Regions from separate parts of the Rattus norvegicus genome. Here region 1 is linked to region 2. The links are chromatin contacts, called in public Hi-C maps. All regions are on one chromosome and are shown on one strand. The core of a region is the stretch at or near the end of the contact, and the rest is flanking DNA. Distances in the headings are between cores, read along the strand shown.

Region 1 (4,026 bases), core at 1,300-3,799, 340 kb before region 2:
AGTCACCAGAGAGGAAATCCTCAACTGAGAAAACATCTCTGTAAGACTGGGCTGTAGGCAAGCCTGTAGGTCATTGTCTTCATTAGTGATTGATGTGGGAAGACCCAGTCCACTGTGCGTAGTACCACCCTGGGCAGGTGGTCCTAGTTTCTGGAAGAAATCAAGCTGAGCAAAACATGAGGAGCAAGCCAGTAAGCAGCACCCCTCCATGGCCTCTGCACCAGCTCCTGCCTCCACGTTCCTGCCCTGGCTTCCTTCAATGATGATCTACTATGAGTAAAAATAAGCTAAATAACCCTTTCCTTCCCAACTTGCTTTTGGCCATACTGTTTCATCACAGCAATAGTAACCCCAACCAGGACAAGAAGTGACTGGTACCAAGTTTCTATCTATAGAAATTGAGAGAATATATTTATGTCAGTCCAAGCCACGAAATTTGAGGTCATTTGTTATATATAGCAAGGGCAAACAAATTCTCAGAGTGAAATGGGGCAGCCCTGTCAGGTTCAATGAACAGAAAATGGGTCATAAGGGTGACTAAATCAGTCCTCCAGCAAGCTTCTCCAGAGACAGACTGGAAGGCTTACTTTGTTTGGAAAAAAAGAAAAAAGGAAAAAGAAAAAAGAGCATTCTCCGAGGATGTCTTCCTAGCCTTTGTTTGCTGGCCAAAACATAAATGAAAACAGTAAAAAATGATTTTTTTCCTAAAAAGGGAATAAAGTTACTGAAAATAAATTTCATCATAAAACAAAAGATCAGGTGAATTAAAAAAAATCAAAAGAAGGTAAATGATAGAAAACGCTGCTATTTTCACATAACTCTGAAGCTGGGGAAAGTAACCCAGGTATCTTACTCTCCCCACTCTGAAGACCAAGCCTTTCAAGAAGGAAACTCCACAGAATTCCTCCTCCTCCTCCTCCTCCTCCTCCTCCTCCTCCTCCTCCTCCTCCTCCTCCTCTTCCTCCTCCTCTTCCTCTTCTTCCTCCTCCTCTTCCTCCTCTCTCTCTCTCTCTCTCTCTCTCTCTCTCTCTCTCTCTCTGCCCCTTCCTCCACCTCCTCTTCCCCTGCTCTCTAATTTGGATAGTGATCAATACTTCAAGCAAAAGAACTCATGACATTAGTTAGATGATGGTTATAAGAACGAGCAGGACAGCAGCATCCCTCAGCACCTGATGTTAATGTACATGGAGGATAATCCCTAACCAGCTGTTATACAATGAAATGGATCCCCATCCCCTGACATTAGAGCTGTGCCTTGCCCTCACCAGGAATATATGTGGTAAATAAAGCCCTGAAGGGCAAACCTTAATTCAACAGGGCTGTTGACCTCAGGGTGAGGTAGGTCAGCAAGCTCTCCCTCTCAGTCTCATACACATAGAAGATGTGGAGAGAAGGCAGCCATCTGCAAGTCAGGGCAAGAGTCCTCACCAGACAGAATCTACCGACACCTTGTTCTTCTACTTTCAGCTATTAGAACTTTAAGAAAACACATTTTTGTGGTTTAAGCCACTCAATGTGTGGTACTTTGTTATGACAACGCAAGCCGACTAATAAATGCCCGTTGAATGCTGGGAAGATCAAAAGAGATAATGCCTACTCAGTTCTGAGACCTGACACGGCACAGAATGGACCCTGAAATGGACGGATGACTCTGACCAAGGTTGAAGAGGGGGAGTAACAGGGAGGTTGCTTCAGCAGTCAAGAAAGGAAACTTAATGTACAGATCCCCAGGCTCGCTCGCCAGGGTGACTGAACCCTGTCCACTGACCCTACTGCCTCACATCTTCCTTCAGCTTCCTAGCTCCTGCTCTGGCCTGTTGCATTCCTGAATCTAGCCTTATTTCTCCCTCCATTTCGGCTGAGTGCCCGTGTGTATGTAGCAGGTTCTAAATCAGGCTGGTAGGCCAAAGCCCTCACCAGCTCCGCCCAGGTCCTCCCTCACATGATCCTACTTTTAGGAACAAGGACACGAGAGGCTCCAGGCCAGCCGTTATCACTCCTCTCCCCTTGTGTGCATGAGGATCTGCTTGACTGTGCCCCAAGCCACACTTGGCATAGGAAGGATGGTGAAAGGCTAATGTATAGTGAGCTGTGGGAGGAGGGTGGACACAGCAGCCCTTTCTGGGAAGTCTGGTCTTGTTGCTGAGGATTCGCTTTGGTGCTTACAGAATGAAGATAAACTGCAGGGAAAAGATTCGATGTGGCTAATAGGAACATGGAGGAATAGAGTGAAAAGGAAGGGGACTTAGCAACCACGAAGACAGCTCTAGCGGGACTAAAGTGTTCAACTTCTTCAGCAAGTTTCGGCCATAGAGGAAATGCAGGTGGCATAGGGGCCTTGGATGGACAAGAAACACACCTGTTGTAGGAGGTACCACAGAGTGAGGGGTCAGGAAAAGGATGAACAGGAGAGAGCTGACGCATGCCAAGAAGGTTCTGAGCGCCACTGGTATTAGTAGCTATCGTAAACGGACAACATAATTCACAAGGTCGTGTCCAATAACAGATAAAGGCAACCAAACAACCCGGGGTGTCTGGAAAGGAAACAATTCTCTCTGATAATATCTTCCTTAAGACTGCGTATGTGTCTGGTTTATACACCGGCTGTCTCCGTTTTTCTCCACAATGAATTCCTGGAAAATGCATCATGAAAGTCTGCCTTTTCTCACAGGAATAATAAAAACATGGACTGCTGCTCTCCTGTCTGTGACTCAGCATGGAATAAACTGTGATAAGAGCACAACTATACCATAAAAGCAAAGATATAACGATAATTCATACAATCCCGCGAAACAGAAATAACAGTGTCCAAGTCATTAAGGGTAGCTAGCGTTTTAGTATGAAGGGGACCTCTAAGTTTGTTTCAAGTCCTGTCACTCAAAAGGTGAGGTTCACATTGAAACTAGAAAAATTAGTTTATTTCAGATCAAATCTAACAGGCTTGTTCCTTACCTTCAACTGGAAATCTGTCACAGCCTACTTCAAAGGAATTAACCCCACACAGGCTAAAATTGTGTATTTTAACTATATGTACAATGAACCCACAAAACAGTAAAATACAAATGTATCCAATCATTGTTTCATATTATCCGACATTTATGTATTAGCTATAATGACGGCATACATACATTTCTATTTAATTGTAAAGTGTAACCTGTGGCTATGGCTTCCACCTCAAAAGCAAGAAAGGAAAAAAGAACTCATGCAGAACCCTTACAAGCTGCTAGCAAACTGGAAAGAATCCAAGTGTTTCCTCATGAGGAATGACTAAGCAAAGGAGTGAACCGATACAATGTTATATAAGTTCCAAACAGTGATCAGTGTATGAAGAAGTCCCACTGAGCCGTAAGACAGCATTCTAATAAGGAGAGGTCACTTTTGGTGACACAGATGCCCTTGAGTCATCATGTTCTCATAATTAACACCTGCCCCACAATCATAACCAAGCAACTACCTACCTAACTAAATATAACCTAACTAAATTGTGAAGATATAATTCGATATCTCACAATTTTCTGGAAACCGCCTCAATTACTAAATGAGGCTGTCAGAGCTGCACAGTCTCATGCCACCTCTCATGCTGTTTTAGAGTCCATCCAGACAAGAAAATTGCTTCAAATGTTTAGATGCTTTATTGACATGTTTCCAAAGTCATTCTATATCACATAACTGTGAAATATAAACTAGCGATACATATATAGTAAAATCTATAAGAAAACCTATTTCTCTGGCTAAAACATAACTGCCAAACTCCGTATTTAATTACCTTTACCACCTTCACCTAGCAATTAGTAAGAAAGAGAACATCACATGTTAATATCCCAAACCTTTCTTCCAGCACTAGGGCTTCCTCTTGTGAGGCCACTGTACATCTCACCATGTGGTAACTCACACACCACCCAAGAATGGCAACTGTGAAAAATGAGGAGACCAGAATGGATGTGCCCCTAGTTATGCCACACAGAAGTTAAGTAGGTGTGGTCAACAGTACACTAAACACCAATCGCTGCCCTGATTATCGTTTCT
Region 2 (3,814 bases), core at 457-2,956:
ATGTCAAAATGAAAGATTGCTGTCTGGATTCAGACATGCCATATTAATATTGAACGCAGGCATTCACTTCAGGTCAGTAGTCACTCCGAGTCGGCTTCAGCAGGTGGTAAAAGGAATGCACTCATTAAAATGTATGTGGTACAAGGTTATCTCCCCAAAGCAGCTCTCAAATAGAGGTAGCCTTGAAACTCGAGCACTAGATATGCTAGAACCAGCCTCTAATCGTCACGAGTACAGAGAAAATTGAACTTACTCTTGCCACCTAATAACCAATAAGGTTAGCTGCCCTCATCAGTGTCTTCGGAGAAGTCAGAGAATTGAACTGTTCGACACCAACCTGGCATCTGCCCACAGCTAAACTCTCCTGAACTTAACCTGAACTAACCTGTACAAACCTGTACAAACCTGAACTAACCTGTACAAACCTGTACAAACCCGGGCTTCCTTCAGACGAGTACAAGTAAGAAATGTGTCCTCATTTTGGAGACCTTACCCTATTTCTCAATTAAATGATATTTTATTCCTTTGTATTAACTCCATTCAAATTAATTTTCCCATTTGTAACATAATAAATTTCAGTTCTCCAGAATAAAGGTAAAATGTTCAAAATAAGAGGCCTGACTTATACCAAAGATGATTTTCCCCAAAATAAACTTACTTCTGATATTCAGCACCCACAGCTGTATGAATAACTACCCAGATCTTGTGCTTTTCTTTAAGTTGCTTTTCAATGTCAAGAATAAATCCTTTTCCTGTTTTATATACACTGCACCTAAACTTATAACAGCCAAGTCTTCCACCTTCTCACTTAAAAAGCACCTAATTAATTTGCCATTACTAGATAATCCACCTCATTTTAATAACATTAAAGCAAATATCAGCTATTGTATCTATAGACCATTTATGTTCACAAAAAAAAAAGGTCAGTCATTTTGTACATAAGACAAGAGCCCATGAATTTGTCATGAATCACTTCACATTGCTTCATTTGCTCCTTATCTACCCACTGACCAAACCAGCAAGCAGGGAGAAGGGCAGGTGGACGGACAGAGGGGAGATGGAAGTCTTCTTGCAAGGGTAAGACCAGATTTGTCTCCTTGGTTGAATACACAGCACAGGCCTGCGATCCATGCATACCTAGTGAATAAATGAATCTATAAAGAGTCTGAGGCGCACTGGACTTCATGTGTTCATCTTATTTATGAATAACCTGTGGTTCAGGAACATTGGACAGTGTCACTAAGGCCACAGGGCCAGTTGGTCATTCCTGTACAATCTAACACTATGCCTTTGCTTTTTCTCCCCTCCCCCCTACATACAGATTTAAGTTCAATATATCACTCTTTCTAGAAACTTGAACCACACAAAAACAGCTATGGGTGAAAAATGTATTATTTGGAGGTTAATTTTACAATCAGAAAAGAAATTTTTTCTACACTCAAAACCATCAGTAAGATATCCCCAAACCAAACAATCTGGTGACTGGCAGTCAGCACTCATTAGTGTGACACACTGGGATTTATCAGGTGGTCCATGACTACGCCAACAGTAAAACTAACTCACTGGAAATGCTCCTGACCAGAGTAAAAGCATTTGTTTGGCAGGTACAGAAGAAATGGTAAGTCAGAAAGAAACACCCAACACTGGCCAGATGCGCCAAGGAGTCACCAGTAAGTAAAAAGAGGAAAAGAGCCAACGGAGGAAAGTAGCAAAGAGCATGTGCCTTTTTACTGACTCATGGTCACCAGAGCCTATGAATCACATCTGAAAGGTACGGACAAAGCCATTTCACTGGTTTGCTGGAAGAAAGGGCCTCGAAAACTTAATAACTAAATACAGACTACAAAGATGCTAAACCCTGTCTGTTCAGGTGGTAGCATGTCATCCCTTGCTTTGTACCTAACAAGGGACAAGAGCAGCACAAGAAAGAGAAAACACATACAGAGCAAGCTCTGTTTGCTTCCCATAAAATGGCATGAATATTGACATAAACCATTAAATCCTAATCAAGTACATATTGTAGGCAAAATACAGTGGGTGCTAGGAACACAAAAGGAGAAGACTGTTCTTTACTCGGGTGCGTCCCAGTAAGAGCAAAGCACAAACAGGTGGGAAAGAGAGGCTGGAGGCCACGGCACTGTAAAAGAAGGACCTGAGTGGGGTCTGCGTGGGACAGGGCAGGGAAGGGAAGAGTAAGAAAAGTTCAAACAGAGCTTCACACCTGACAGTTCTAATCAAGGGCTTCACCTCAGACAAAGTTACATGGTGTACCCGGCCTCTCACTTCTGCCATAGTCAACATGATTCATTTGTGAGAATTAAAAACCTGAGAAAAGATGAGGATGTTCACTGACTACCAGCCATTTTTGGAACAAGACTCCATATCCTCTGACACCTAATCCCACATATTTCTCTGATAAAAATCACTGCTGTCTGACTCGCTGACTACCCAAAGAAGCCATCAGAGTTTACCTCGCTTCCTAATTAACACTCACCACAGACAAAGATACACAGGAGGGAAACATAGACAACTAAAAGACATCTAAATTGATCAAAAGCCATTAAATACATGCTTGATTCAAATTTCATTAGCATGGTCAGTGCATGTAAGGTACTGGAGTCTAAGACATCATAGATGGGAAGTTTCTTCATTAGAGCCTAAAGGCTAATGTCTGCCAGCCATTTACTGGTCATTGTAACAGCCCTAGAACCATTCCTGACATGAAGAGTCATGGGCCTAGAGAAGCCAGAATCATTTCTATGACAACATTCTCCAGGTTTTATCGGTGTTTGGATTTATCAGTATCCTTAAGAACAAAAGTTGATCCAAAGGCTGGAGAAGAAACAGTTTTAGGGCAGAACTCAACAGAACAGTAGATACTGTTCCTACCATATAAAAGGCTAAATATAAGGAAGAAATATCCTAAGTATATTTTCTATAATAAAGATAAAAATATTCTGTTGACAAAAATGTAAGAAAATGTATTTAAGATCTATAAATTTCCCCTACGGAATTTTCACTGTAACAGACTTAGCTATTTAAACTTTGGTCAGCTTGACTCTTTCTCTACATAGAGTTCTCAATTTCTCCACCATACACTGTGCAGTATTTAAATACATGACTCACGGTTAAGGACTAGAGACATAGGTATAACCAAGGAGCGCTAGCTTCTGTAAAACTGCCTGTGATACCTACTTTTCTGTTTTGGATACTTCCTCTCAGACATTAAAAAAAAAAAAAAATCAAAAGATGGTCATGAGCCTTTGCTTAATAAAGCCAATGACCCGACTCCCTTTCTTAATTAAAAGCTGACGGTAGTAAGAATACTTACTATTCGCAATGAATGTTCAGACATAACAGTCTTATTAAAATTATGTCTATCTTATAATTTCTTCCATTACTAATGCATGCTTAAAGAAATTGATTCTGAGATACATTTTTCTTGTCCTCTACCAGGCCTTGACACAGACTAGTATAAATGGTAGTGGGCGCTAACAAGCAGATTCAGCCAACACGGATGATTGAAATTAAAAAGCTATAGCGTATTAACATATCTAGGCCACACAGAAGGGTCATGAGGTAAGATCATCAGCATAAATTAGCACATTATTACGAGACAGCTACAGAAGACAGGCAAAACTCCGCACAGCCGATCTCTGAATCACACAAACATATAATGTTGTTTGACTGAACTACTTGGAGGAAATATTGCTAGTACAGTAGCACCTTTGACTACTCCCACTCCAGCCTGAGATACAAATTTGAATCCAGACAGCCTGGATGTATGGCTTGAGATGGAATTTGTTAACACATG

Evidence for each region. Hi-C and Micro-C count contacts between places; a contact is called where the count stands out from the background.
Region 1: a Hi-C map of the A7r5 cell line shows a contact between it and region 2, with 5 times the contacts expected there. The contact joins two enhancer-like sites. A contact is called at or near these places in 2 of 12 Hi-C or Micro-C datasets (the A7r5 cell line and mammary epithelial cells).

The regions. Positions count from the first base shown.
Region 1 is chr17:35,292,699-35,296,724 of GRCr8, reverse strand. The region is part of intron 11 of Cdkal1 (CDK5 regulatory subunit associated protein 1-like 1); the gene reads right to left. Among named protein-coding and RNA genes, the nearest start is that of Cdkal1, 370 kb to the right of the region's middle. Within about 2 kb of position 2,549, at least 4 of the 93 cell types and tissues checked have an H3K27ac peak or open chromatin away from gene starts, as enhancers often do. A contact at or near this core is called in the A7r5 cell line, where this site is marked.
Region 2 is chr17:34,947,728-34,951,541 of GRCr8, reverse strand. All of the region lies in intron 4 of Cdkal1 (CDK5 regulatory subunit associated protein 1-like 1), which reads right to left. Among named protein-coding and RNA genes, the nearest start is that of Cdkal1, 22 kb to the right of the region's middle. Within about 2 kb of position 1,706, at least 5 of the 93 cell types and tissues checked have an H3K27ac peak or open chromatin away from gene starts, as enhancers often do. A contact at or near this core is called in the A7r5 cell line, where this site is marked.